2 separate regions of the Salmo salar genome follow, and region 2 is linked to region 1. A link is a contact called in public Hi-C data. All regions are on one chromosome and are shown on one strand. The core of a region is the stretch at or near the end of the contact, and the rest is flanking DNA. Distances in the headings are between cores, read along the strand shown.

Evidence for each region. A called contact is a pair of places that touch in the nucleus more often than the background predicts.
Region 2: a contact with region 1 is called in a Hi-C map of gill, with 3 times the contacts expected there. The contact joins the enhancer-like site here to the promoter of LOC106586650 in region 1. A contact is called at or near these places in 2 of 3 Hi-C or Micro-C datasets (gill and muscle).

Annotation. Positions count from the first base shown.
Region 1 is chrssa25:34,222,565-34,229,758 of Ssal_v3.1, forward strand. It overlaps LOC106586650 (glycogen synthase kinase-3 beta), which reads left to right and starts at 3,895. Exons shown (of 11, transcript XM_014174159.2): 1 at 3,895-4,787. The coding sequence starts at 4,700.
Region 2 is chrssa25:34,267,482-34,274,675 of Ssal_v3.1, forward strand. LOC106586650 (glycogen synthase kinase-3 beta) reads left to right here. Exons shown (of 11, transcript XM_014174159.2): 4 at 4,781-4,891; 5 at 5,000-5,130; 6 at 5,341-5,447; 7 at 5,612-5,709; 8 at 6,013-6,120. Among protein-coding and RNA genes, the nearest start is that of LOC106586650, 45 kb to the left of the region's middle. Within about 2 kb of position 4,415, at least 5 of the 13 cell types and tissues checked have an H3K27ac peak or open chromatin away from gene starts, as enhancers often do. A contact at or near this core is called in gill, where this site is marked.

The DNA.
Region 1 (7,194 bases), core at 2,645-5,144:
CCTCAATTTACCCTTACAAATCTGTGTAGGAAATGGAATGTTAATACCAATGCATTCAGAGTGTTTGAACACAATAAGCATGGTGTGGATTCAAACAGAAGCTTTGGATAGCATTTGGGTCTATTGTGTAGTCCTAAAAAAAAACAAAAAATTACTACAAATGTTAATCTATAATAGTGTACCAACCAATCACGGTGAACTGGGCTCTGCTGCCTTAGTAATGAGCATAAGAACTGGGCTCTGCTGCCTTAGTAATGAGCATAAGCATAATGACTTGGGTATGTGTGTGAGGTTGTGAGGTTGTGGCTTCTCATACTGTAGGCCTACAAATGTAATGTCATTGTAGTGACATAAGAATAGGCAATGATCATTAGGCCTACCCTCCAACCACAGACTGAGTGAGATTTGGTTAGGGGGGCCTTGTGGGCAAAACATTTTAATGTCCCCCCCTCTTGACTGTGGAGAGCGAAATGTACATTTTTAAGTTAATTTCCTGCAATTGTACACATTTTGCCATGGGGCAAAGAGAACATTTAGCAATGTTATAACAAATGTCATGCAATTCTACTAATTCTTCCATGTGCAGGGAGAAATGTTTTTAAGTTTTACACATTTGCCATGACTTATGCCATTAGTGGAAGCTCCTCAGAGGAGGAAGGTGAGGACCATCCTCCTCAGAAATGAATATATTTTTTAAATAAAATTATACTAAATATATCCACCTCACCAAATAATTGATTGAAACACACTGTTTTGCAATGAAGGTCTACAGTAGCCTCAACAGCGCTCTGTAGGGTAGCAGCATGGAGTAGCCAGAGGACAGCTCGTTTCCATCCTCCTCTGGGTACATTGACTTCAATACAAAACCTTGGAGGCTCGTGGTTCTCAACCGCTTCCATAGACTTACACAGTAATTATGACATCTTCTGGAGGACGTCCTCCAACCTATCAGAGCTTTTGCAGCATGAACATATTGTCCACCCCATCAAAGGAATCCGAGAATGAGCCTAGTAATGATCTACAGTTAGCTAGCACTGCAGTGCATAAAATGTGGTGAGTAGTTGACTCAAAGAGAGAGACAGACAATAGTTGAATAGCTTTTAATAAATTAATTTCTTAAAAAATGAAGGAAAAGCAAGAGAGAGAGAGCTAGCTATATTTCATATTTTTTTCACTTTCCCTTTCACTTAATTAGCTAGCGAGTGCAGCTAGCTAGTTTAGCCTACACAAACACCCAGCTCAAACAGAGAGGGATGCTATGTTACCTAGCTGGCTTTGGCTATCCAACACTGGAACTCTTACAAGTCAAGGTAAGCTTTTGGTTTTATTAATTTATTGGCACCCGGGCCCGCCGGTGTAACTGCTAAACTTCTTGCTAACTGTACACTGTACTGTATGATTGTAGTGGGCTTACTAACATGTTAGTTCTAGTAGCTATTTTGTTGACTTGACGTTAGCTAATTGGGTAACAACAATGTAGGCTGTGTGTAGCGGTTAGCGGTTATGATATGAAGGTTTGGCTTGGAAAGGTTTTTTCGCCTGGAAAATGTGAGTATCATGTAGTAAGTAGCCTATGCCTATTGATGTTACATTGAGCCGGGTAATGGAATATGAATGACAGTCATCCAGTATGCTGTAATAGAAGTGAAGCCATGCTAATAAATAAATACATTGTCCTCCCTCATTTTAAACGGCACCGACCGCCACTGTATACCATGTTGATATGATATCTGAGTGAGAGTGACAAACAAAAGCAATGGGGGCCCCCTGGAGGTCAGGGCCCCTGCATCCATAATTGCATTTGCATATTGGCATACAGTTAAGCAGAGGTGTTTTCAGGATTTCTACACATGGGGAATTTTTTTGGGCAGAAAATTTGCCTTTTATTCATTTTTAAAATTTATTTTCACCCCAATTTCGTGATATCCAATTGGTAGTAACAGTCTTGTCCCATCGCTGCAACTCCCCTACGGACTCAGGAAAGGGGAAGGTCAAGAACCATGCATCCCACAAAACACGACCCTGCCAAACCACACTGCTTCTTGACACACTGCTCGCTTAACTCGGAAGCCAGCCGCACCAATGTGTCTTAGGAAACACTGATCAGTTGGTGACGAATGTCAGCTTGTAGGCGCCCAGCCTGCCACAAGGAGTCGCTAGAGTGCGATGGGACAAGGAAATCCCAGCCGGTAAACCCTCCCCTAACCCGGACGATGCTGGGCCAATTGTGCACTGCCTCATGGGTCTCCCTATCACGGCTGGCTGTAACACAGCCTGGGTTCGAACACAGTTCTGTAGTAACACCTAAAGCACTGCGATGCAGTGTCTTAGACTGCTGCGCCACACGGGAGGCCTAAAATGCACCTTTTATAAACACATTTCATGCAATTCTATGTAATTTACATGTTAGAAGATATTAACAGAATATTTATTTAATACCACACAAATTACCAAAATGAGTGGTTACTCTGACAAACTGAGAGCAATAAAAACAACCTGGTCTTGAATGCAAACAATAGCCCATGCTATGAAGAGAGACACAGATTGTACACTATTAGGAGGAATTTTCACTGAGTTTACAAAACATTAAGAACACCTTCTCCCTTTTGCCCTCAGAACAGCTTCAATTTGTCGGGTCACGGACCCTACAGGGTGTTGAAAGCGTGCACAGGGATGCTGGCCCATGTTGACTCCAATGCTTCCCACAGTTGTGTCAAGTTGGCTGGATGTCCGTTGGGTGGTGTACCATTCTTGATACACACGCAAAACTGTTGAGTGCGAAAAGCACAACAGTGTTGCAGTTCTTGACAGAAAATGGTGCATCTGGCACACATACACAACCCATGTCTCAATTGCCTCAAGGCTTAAAAATCCTACTTTTAACCTGTCTCCTCCCTTTCATCTACACTGATTTAAGTGGATTTAACAAGTGACATCAATAAGGGATCATAGCTTTGCCTGGATTTAACAAGTGACATCAAGTGAAATCAGTTAATTGAAATAAATGCCTTCTGTCTGTAATAAAGCCCTTTTGTGGGCAAAAATTCATTCTGATTGGCTGGGCCTGTTTCCCAAGTGGGTGGGCCTATGCCCCCCATGGCTGCACCACTGCCCAGTCATTAGGACCTATTTTATTTCAACTGACTGATTTCCTTATATGAATGCTAACTCAGCAAAATCTTAGAAATTTTTGCATCTTGCGTTTATATTTTGTTCAGAACTATTTAGGCTACAATTGAGAGTGTGTGATAAAGTGTTTGGAGACATGATCATTTCGACATTACAAAGAATTAAAAAAATACAAACATGGCAACACTGCTATGTTGCACTGAGTCTTGCTGTTGGAAAACAACATACATGTACGACTTTCGGCTGTCCCAGATGCACCTCCCCCAACTTCACTCCTCGATTTTCGTCTGCAGTCGGTTGCTTCAGCCTTACCACTCAAACAAGCCCATTGATTCTGTTCATTTGACTGTCACGGGTCGCCCGTAAAAAGTGGCGTTAATTGCGCGCCTAATGCTATTGGGTAGATTACCGGTTGCAGCTTTTCAGCCATTGGTGCACGTACCATTTCTCTCAGTTGGATTGGCTGAGACTGCTATCAATCTCTCTGACTACCCCCCCCCCCCCCCGATTAACGCCCATTACCCCAGTCACAATAACGCACGGACACGAGCTTCCGAACACCAGGGGCGGTGTCAAGCAAACTATGCCATGTGTTCTACAAGAACAGCGTCCTTATTGGTCTACAGTACGGGGCTCTCGGCCCATCGCCAAGGGATACGCTTCGGATTGGTTGAATCGGCAACCCCCCTTATACCATTGCGCGTGCACTTTTCTCCGATTCTCAACAGCGGTTTATTGGCGTAACCCCGTCTCCACGCGCATAGAACCAAGCCTCACCATTTACGCAAATAGCGTTACAAAGGTTCGTAGTGAATAAGACAGCGAGCCCGAAACCGATGGGGAAGGAATAAAATATAATACCAGAATCGTCGGGTCTGACTGGAACTGTTCTTTCCAGAGGAACGAAGTGCACAAGACCCGATAGCCAACTGGAATAACCGGATTTGGACGTCGCGGTGTGTGGAGTTGGGACGAGTTTGCAGGGTCGTGGAAATCGTTAATGTAAAAATTGAGCAACTGGCAGATTTTTCGTTTGAATCGTCGGTAGGGTAGAAGAGCAAGGGAGCCGGCATGGCGGACGGATCGTTGAGTCTCCATCGGAATATGAAGAGGATCTGCATGGTCCTGGATCTATAGGAATATACAGCAACCATTCCCCATTAACGCATTATCTGATTGTTTCACTTCTGTAATTTTGTACTCAACTGTGACCAAGTTAGGGAAATCAAACCAGCAGTGGGTTCATTTGGGGGCCACAGGGCCAGATTCATGACTATTTAGTCGAAGACGCGCCTCCAAGGCCTATAATCAACTGAAGGAAAACGAGGAACCAAAGGAAGAAAGGATGCTTTGAACGACTATTGGGGGACGAGAAAGGGTAGATTGATAGGTCAAAATAACGACTGTGAAGGCTCGTGGAGAGGAGTTGATAAAAAAATAATATTGTAAATAATCTAACATTCAGATTAAGGAACTGTCATTCTTTGAATGCAAAGGTTTAGAAAGAAATCTACCAAGCCACCAAAGTTACAATCACGTAGCATACAGTATTTGATTCGAGGATTGGATCATGTCGGGGCGGCCCCGAACCACCTCCTTCGCGGAGAGCTGCAAACCAGTGCCGCAGCCCTCGGCTTTTGGCTCTGTGAAAGTCAGCAGTAAGTCTACAATTTTTTATAATCAAACTAATTTGCCTCAATTACCTGCCTTGCGAATGAAACCAATTTAAACTAGTTTTGGCCTTGTTCAGCACGTTGACTCGACGCCAGGTCTGATAGCACAGGCAGGCTTGTCATTCTGTGTCACTGGCTGAGATTGTCAGGCGTAGTGTCACCCTGGTTTCTGCGGGAGAGACCGCTGTGACGTCCGACTCTAGGCTGGTCAGCAGACAGAGGTAGAGGGCCGCGCCTGGGAGAGAGGGGCAGGGCTGGCAACCACCCAAACCAGCATAGTGGCGAGTGGCATTACAAAGCATCGTGGTGATTTGCCTCATTTGCAGATTCATCTAGGTGTCCATTCCATTAGATCACAACGTGTATTTCAACCGATTACTGATCTCTAGTCGAATGGAGCGCCTGGTTTAGGGTCATGACTAGGCACACACTCTTATATTATTATTACATGGGGATATTTTGTATATATTACTTATTTATATGTAGTTTTGCTTGCTTTGCGAGCAGTTTTCTCAGATAGTATTAATTTCTTAGCAGCCAGATGCAGCAAGTGACAGGATCGGTCTATTACACAACTGTCAATAAGAAGGTGTGCCCATGCAGAATTTGACTGGGGGGGGGGGCGGTGGTGGCGAGGTGATGGGGATTTGATCTTTCAGGGTAAAGGGGCGAGTTTCTCGTTTGTGTAAACTGAGTTGTTGTGGAATTTGGGGTGCGTTCAGTTCGCATGAACGTTTGCTACGTTGCGGATCGGATTGTACTGAATGGCACGTTTTCCTTAAACGTTATTGAACAGACTTTGAGATACGTTTGTTCTGTTGGGTGGGTGTGCCAGGGTGTGACTTGAAGCAATGAGTGACATATTTAAAGGGCAGCGGTGCATTTTGAACCCACAACCCAGGATGGGGTTGTGGCAGGGTGGCGTTGGGCTAGTAACTGAAAGGTTGCAAGTTCAAATCCGAGCTGACAAGGTAGAAATCTATCATTCTGCCCCTGAACAAGGCAGTTAACCCACTGTTCCTAGGCCATCATTGAAAATAAGAATTTGTTCTTAACTGACTTGGCTAGTTAAATAAAGATAAAAAAAAAAAAACTCTCTGTTTTTCAAATGATCGTTCAGTACAGCAACGTTTCCGTTCAACTGAATGTTCCAAAATGTAAAAATGATCGCCAGATCGCCGACTCCACTGTCAACACATCTATGTGCCACAACTAGAAGCACAAGCATTTCACTACACCTGCAATAACATCTGCTAAACACCTGTATGTGACCAATTTGATTTGAATTGACAATGTATCAGACTGAAGTTGCTACAATATTGCCATCCTCAATGTGCTCCTGGGCCAGGATATATGCTCCTGACAACTTTAATGGTGTTTTAAACTGTTGTCAAAATAAAATAATAAAGCCTATGCTTCTGATGCCTCAGCCTATAGTATACATATAGCCTGTAATTGTATTTAGCCTATTCCTATTACACATAGACAGTGGTGCAACTTTGGTTTTAGAAGTAGGGGTGAACATAATTTTTTTTTTTGTATATATATTTTTAAAATCCAGCCGGATAAACACTCCATACAGCATACCCGACCGCTCGGAGGCATCTGCATGGTCCTGAATGAAGCACACCGTTGCCTCGTTTTGTATCACATTCCAATGATAAAACTTGGGGGCGACAAAAATGCTATTTCATAATGTGGTGGTGGTCCTCAGTGAAAGTTGCATCCCTGCACATACACATGCATCAGACATTTACACACCTGCTCCTCAGAGTTCAGATGTTGACATACTTCAAACCCAGCCTTGCTTTACATACAGTACCATTAGGCCTATCACCTTCTGCATTTCTGTAAGTCTCTGTGTGTGGGCTACCTATTTGGTAAAAGACCAAGTCCATATTATAGCAAGAACAGCTCAAATAAGAAAAGTTAAACGACAGTCCATCATTACTTTAAGACACGAAGGTCAGTCAATACAGACATTTTTTAGGACTTTGAAAGTTTCTTCAAGTGCAGTCGCAAAAACCATCAGCGCTATGATGAAACTGGCTCTCATGAGGACCGCCACAGGAAAGGAAGACCCACAGTTACCTCTGCTGCAGAGGATAAGTTCATTCGATTTTTGGTTCCAATCGCCATGTCTTTGTGAGATGCAGAGTAGGTGAACAGATGATCTACGCATGGTGGTTCCCAACGTGAAGCATGGAGGAGGTGTGATGGTGTGGGAGTGCTTTGCTGGTGACACTGTCAGTAATTTATTTAGAATTCAAGGCACACTTCACCATTATGGCTACCACAGTATTCTGCAGCGATACGCCCTCCCATCTAGTTTGTGCTTAGTGGGACTATCATTTGTTTTTCAACAGGACAATGACCCAACACACCTCCAGGC
Region 2 (7,194 bases), core at 3,165-5,664, 45 kb after region 1:
ATATCACATTGACATAAGTATTCAGACCATTTACTCCGTACTTTGTTAAAGCACCTTTGGCAGCGATTACAGCCTTGAGTCTTCTTGGGTATGACACTACAAGCTTGGCACACCTGTATTTGGGGAGTTTCTCCAATTCTTCTCTGCAGCTCCTCTCAAGCTCTTTAAGGTTGGATGGGGAGCATTGCTGCACAGCTATTTTCAGGTATCTTCAGAGATGTTAGATCTGGTAGAAATCCAGGATCTGGCAGGGCCAATCAAGGACATTCAGAGACTTGTCCCGAAGCCACTCCTGCATTGTCTTGGCTGCGTGCTTAGGGTCGTTGTCCTGTTGAAAGGTGAACCTTCACCCCATTCTGAGGTCCTGAGCGCTCTGGAGCAGGTTTTCATCAAGGATCTCTCTGTACTTTGCTCCATTCATCTTTGCCTCGATCCTGACTAGTCTCCCAGTCCCTGCCACTGAAAAACATCCCCAAAGCATGATGCTGCCACCACCATGCTTCACCGTAGGGATGTTGCCAGGTTTCCTCCAGACGTGACGTTGGCATTCAGACCAAAGAGTTCAATCTTGGTTTCATCAGACCAGAGAATCTTGTTTCTCATGGTCAGAGAGTCTTTAGGAGCCTTTTGACAAACTCCAAGCGGACTGTCATGTGCCTTTTACTGAGGAGTGGCTTCCGTCTGGCCACTTTACCATAAAGGCATGATTGGTGGAATGCTGCAGAGATGGTTGTCCTTCTGGAAGGTTCTCCCATCTCCACAAAGGAACTCTAGAGCTCTGTCAGAGTGACCACCGGGTTCTTTGTCACCTCCCTGACCAAGGCCCTTCTCCCCCGATTGCTCAGTTTGGCCGGGCGGCCAGCTCTAGGAAGAGTCTTGGTGGTTCTAAACTTCTTCCATTTAACAATGATGGAGGCCACTGTATTCCTGGGGACCTTCAATGCTGCAGAAATGTTTTGGTACTCTTCCCCAGATCTGTGCCTTGACACAATCCTGTCTCAGAGCTCTACGGACAATTCAACCTCATGGCTTGGTTTATACTCTGACATGCACTGTCAACTGTGGGACCTTATATAGACAGGTGTGTGCCTTTCCAAATCATGTTCAATCATGTTCAATCAGTTGAATTTACCACAGGTGGACTCCAATCAAGTTGTATAACAAATAGTCGGGAATACTTATGTAAGTAAGGTATTTCTGTTTTTTATTTTGTATACATTTGCAAAAAAAATTATAATAATGTTTTATGGGGTATTTTGTATAGATAGCTGAGGATTTTCTTTATTTAACCTCTTGAGGATATCCTAGGATAGGGGGCGCCAAAGCGCATTTTGAAAGAAATTCGTTCCCATTTTCAACGGCCTACTAATCAAACTCAGAAGCTAGGACATGCATATACTTATTATATATGGATAGAAAACACCCAAAAGTTTCTAAAACTATTTGAATGGTGTCTGTGAGTATAACAGAACTCAAATGGCAGCCAAAACCCCGAGACCGATTGAACCAGGAAGTGGAATTCTGAATTGTGGACTCAACTTCACGTCATCGCCTAAAATTCACACCGTGAGATATCGTTTAGTGAGCACTTCCTATTGCTTCCACAAGATGTCGCCAGTCTTTACAAAGTGGTTTGAGCACATTTTTCAATTTTAGAATAAGTGTGTCTGTCTGTCTGTCTGTCTGTCTGTCATGTTCCCTCTCTGAGTATTCTGAATATTCATAACACATGAATGGTTCAGTTCGTAGAATCTGTCATTCACATGCTGGCAGGAGGAGCACTGACAAATATAGACCACACTCATGTGCCCAATATGTCAGAGTGCATGTGTGCAGCATGCACAGTGCCAGGTCCATGACACTGCAGTAATGGATACTCCCACTCAGGAAACCTAGTTTGGACTTGGTTTGGGATGCCCATGGGTGAGGGTGAGGGAGAGAGGCTGGAGCAAAGGGCATTGAGTAAAGGGGTTGCCTGACCAAAAGCCACTTGCTAATTTTAGGAACCACCACGTGCAAGAGGGCCTCTCGTGAGCCTCACTCTTCTCCTCTTTCTCTCCTCTCTGGCATCTTTTCCTCCTACCCCCTTCACTCTCTCTGTTCTAATTGTGGATAGCTGGCATAGTGTGATTGGTATGGGGATTATAGCTCTGCTGACACGTAGGAGGGAAAAAGACAGGCAGAGAGGGAGAGAGAGTGTGTATGTATAATACCAGTCAGGTCTGAAGATGGGTCCTGGTCAGATGGCTCATGTCTAGTGTAGAGTGTAGTGCCACTAGTAGCAGACTAACAGTTGTGTTAGCTGTTAGTAGTAGCTGTGTTAGCTGTTAACGGTTGTTAGCTTTTAGCAGCCTTGTTGCTGTGTTAGCTGTTAACAGTTGTTAGCTTTTAGCAGCCTAGGAGCTATGTTAGCTGTTAACAGTAGTGGTAGCTTTTAACAGCAGTGATGGCTCCAACCAGGAGCGTAGCACTAGCTGTAGTAATAGTGTTAGCAGTAGCAATAGTGTTAGTAGTAGCAATTGAGTTAGCAGTAGCAATAGTGTTAGCAGTAGCAATAGAGTTAGCAGTAGCAATAGTGTTAGTAGTAGCAATAGTGTTAGCAGTAGCAATAGAGTTAACAGTAGCATTAGTGTTAGTAGTAGCAATAGTGTTAGCAGTAGCAATAGGGTTAGCAGTAGCAATAGGGTTAGCAGTAGCATTAGTGTTAGTAGTAGCAATAGTGTTAGCAGTAGCAATAGTGTTAGCAGTAGCAATAGGGTTAGCAGTAGCAATAGAGTTAGGGCTATGTGGAGTTATGTAAGGTCTGGAGTCTGGACTGATTAAACACTGTTCCGGTCCACTCTTTACCCACTTACACAACACACGTCAAACACAGTGCGAGTTTAAGAGCTCTATCACACAGTGGCACTGTGAGATCACGGCATGCCTCTAGGTTTGGCTAAGCCTTGTCTCGTGTACAGTTGGCAGAACTGAGAGGTGTGTGTGTGATCAGTGCCCAGGTACAGAGAATGGGGGAGGAGAGGTTGTGCAGACGGGTACCAGTCTGCAGCTGGCTGGCAGTGCCAATATCTTTACATGTTTTTGACAGTATACCAGGCGTATGCATTTTAACAGTGCTCTAGTCTTCCGAGATGATTATGTACCCTGTGTTCAGACGTACAATCTAGTGTGAATAAAAGCATTCTGAAATGAGTGCTAGTTCTCTCTCTCTCTCTCTCTCTCTCTCTCTCGCACTCTCTCTCTGACTATCACACTCTTTCCCTCTCCTTTCTCTCACTCACATGCAGGATTGGTCACTTGAATACTGTAGCAATCCTCGCTATATGACATTTACATTTACGTCATTTTGCAGACGCTCTTATCCAGAGCGACTTACAAATTGGAGCCACGTTACAATTCCCACCAAGTGGGTTAACCCTATTGGCGCGATGCGTAGTGTGTTTGCCTTTCACGCCAGTGACCCGGGTTTGCTTCCCTACCCTGGTGTTCGTTACAATACTTATAATATGCATTACCGCCAATGTTGGGAGACTTTAGTACAGGCCCTATGTTCCTCCAGGAACCAAGAGGATTAAGTGAGTTAAGTAAGTCAAGGTATTAGCTGGTAAAGGTGCAAGGTTTAGCTGTGTTATTGAGAGGAAGTGCCTTTGTAGTGAGGCAGGAAGTGAGTCATCACTGCTGTTAGGCTAAATATAGCCTGCTGGGCGCTACGCTAACAGCAGGAGGACCCCGGAGTCTCGCTTTCTCTGTAAATCCTACTGTTATCAATAAAGTATGTGGAAGAAGTGTGAACACCATCACCTTTAACCTGTATAAACCAGGCTGGATGGCATGTCTTTTGTGTGTGCGCGTTTGCGTGTGTGTGTGTCTATAGACTACGCGTGAGAAAGAGAAAAGGGTCCAGACGGGTCTATTCTAGTGGACAGAACTGTTTCAGACTGCCAGTCTGTTCAGAATCCATGATAACACTAGCTCAACTGAACAGCCAGCTAGCTTCTCACGCTACACTCTGTCTGCTTGGGTTAGTTTGCTGACTGGCTCTGCTAGAAAATGGAACAGAGGGAGTAGAAAACAAAGGTTTAGTTAGGAAAGAAGGTACACTCATAGACCTGCCTTTCACTGCAACCTTCTTTGGGTATCTCCAGAGGCATTATGGGTAAAGTCTGAGCTCAAAGATGAAGAACGGATGGCATGTGACGTCACGGCAGGCCATCGACCTTCACTAATCAGATCATAGGAAAAGGAAGAGGAAGAGGAATAGAGTGGTAGGCTTGGTATAGGGGTGGGGTGCATTAGGGGGACAAATTACATCCTTTAGGGCTCACTGAGGCCCAGACGAGCACTTCCTGTCTCCACCCAGCCCCCTGGTGCCCTTGGCAGGAAATGACATCACTGTCTGCGGCAGTGCATCACGTCAAGAGGGTGGTGACGCAGGCGTGCTTTTCCTGCCCTCGGGGGAAACACTACACAATGGAGCACAGTACAGACACAGTGACATCATCACACAAACAGGCTGTTTCCTCGCTGTCACCACAGCAACCAATGCTTTAGAGAGAGAGAAAGAGAGATGGAGAGAGAGGGAGAAGACAAGACAAGAGAGAGAGACATGGAGGGAGAAAAGAAATGCAGACAGTCTATGAGATGGACATGGGCATGCCAGAGTGAAGTGTCACTGATCGTCAAACAATAGTTACATTGTCTATGTGTGTTGCCTAACCTCTCTCTTTCTCTCTCTCTGTCTCTGTCTCTCTGTCTCTGTCTCTCTCTCTCTCTGTAACAGAAGGATGAGGTGTATCTAAACCTGGTTCTGGACTATGTTCCTGAGACAGTCTACAGAGTTGCCAGACACTACAGCCGAGCCAAACAGACTCTGCCCATAGTCTATGTCAAGGTGTGTGTGTGTGTGAGTGCCTGTGTGTGTGCACACTATGTTGCCATCATGTGTATCCTCTGCTTTCCATTTCTAATGTGTGTGTGTGTGTGTGTGTGTGTGTTGTAGTTATATATGTACCAGTTGTTCAGGAGTCTGGCCTACATCCACTCGTTTGGGATCTGCCATCGGGACATCAAGCCTCAGAACCTGCTGCTGGACCCCGAGACGGCTGTGCTCAAACTCTGTGACTTCGGCAGGTCAGTTTGAACTTTGTGAAAGAATTTGCAGTTGTCATTAGCTTTGATTGGCTAGGATTAGGATTAGGATGAGGATGATGATGATGATGATTATGGCAGTGATGTTAATGATAATGAAGATGACTATGATATTGATGACTATGATGATGATGATGATTGATGAGGAGTATATGTGACTGACAGTGTGTGGTGGTGATGTTGTGTCTCCAGTGCTAAGCAGCTGGTACGTGGAGAGCCCAACGTGTCCTATATCTGCTCTCGCTACTACAGAGCCCCCGAGCTCATCTTTGGTGCCACCGACTACACCTCCAGCATAGGTGAGCTAACAGCTAACCGCTTACAGCTAAACCCAATTGAAATTCATATACACCCTAGCATATATAGGCTAAATGCTAACCCTGTTTAAAGTCAAACTACACCTCTAAAGCAGGTATGCTAATCACAACATCTTCCTGCTTTGCATGCTCCGCCCCCTCTACAGATGTGTGGTCAGCTGGATGTGTGCTAGCAGAGCTGTTGCTAGGGCAACCAATCTTCCCTGGCGACAGTGGAGTTGATCAGCTGGTGGAGATCATCAAGGTACTGATACTAGCCTGTCAGTTAGGATGTCTGTCAACCAATTCTCTCTATTTCATTGAATGAAAGTTGGCACACTCTCACCTGTCTCTCTCTCGCTCTCTCGCTCTCTCTCTCGCTCTCAATTGTCCCTCTCCTCACTGCTCATGCACTCTCCTCTCTTCCCCCTCTCTCTCCGTCTCTCCCTCCCTCCCCCTCTCTCCCTACCTCCCCTCTCTTCCCCCTCTCTTTCTCCGTCTCTCCCTCCCCTCTCTCTCTCCATCTCTTCCTTCCCCTCTCTTCTCCTCTCCTGTCTCTGTGCTGTAGGTTCTGGGGACCCCTACACGGGAGCAGATCCGAGAGATGAACCCCAACTACACTGAGTTCAAATTCCCCCAGATTAAGGCACACCCATGGACTAAGGTGAGTCAACAGGTACAGGAACTCTTTTACTACTCTACAATCCACCCCCTCCCCTAGCATCATCTCCCTGTGCTCGCCTCGCCAGCCTGCCAGACATTCATCTCTGCCATCCCATATATCTGTATCCCCTAATATCCAAAATAAACCCCTTCACCTAGACACTTCATGATGAGCCCCACCTAGATTTGTAAGGATTGGATAGGTGTAAGCTTGCGTCTAGCCCCACTAGCTTACTGGTAGGCTAGCTGGGGTTTCTACCATATTGCTTACAACCATCAGATTCTTTCTAATCTGCAAGGGCACATGACGAAGTCCTCAGGTCAGGTCGGTGATAACCTCAAGAAACAGAGTTAGCAAAGAGGACATTGTCACAGTATTTGAACAGGGCCCAAGTCAAATGGCAAATGAGCAGTGTTGTAGAGCAGGTCCTCGTGTCATCTCCCTAAACTCCACCTTGTGCTTGTTCTCTAGTACTGCATCCTCTAGCCACCCAGTCTCTGTGCTGCCTGTCTAGATCAGGGATGGACAACTCCAGTCCTCGGGTTCTGATTATTGTCATACTTTTTCCCGAGCCCCAGCTAACACACCTGACTCCCAATAATCAACTAATCCTGATCTTCAGTTTAAAATGCAAATAGTTCAATCAGCTGTGTTTGCTAGGGATGGGGAAAAATTTGACAACACTCCAGCCCCAAGGACTGGAGTTGCCCATTACTGGTCTAGAGTCTCCTACCCTGCTCCTGTAGGGCGCTCTTTACACTTGAACTGGACAAATACAGAGGACAATCTATGGACAATGAGCCCTCCTCGTGGTTTTAACAGACGCACAAAGTTTATAATATACAGTCGTGGCCAAAAGTTTTGAGAATGACACAAATATACATTTTCACAAAGTCTGCTGCCTCAGTTTGTATGATGGCAATTTGCATATACTCCAGAATGTTATGAAGAGTGATTAGATGAATTGCAATTAATTGCAAAGTCCCTCTTTGCCATGCAAATTAACTGAATCCCCCAAAATCATTTCCACTGAATTTCAGCCCTGCCACAAAAGGACCAGCTGACATCATGTCAGTGATTATCTTG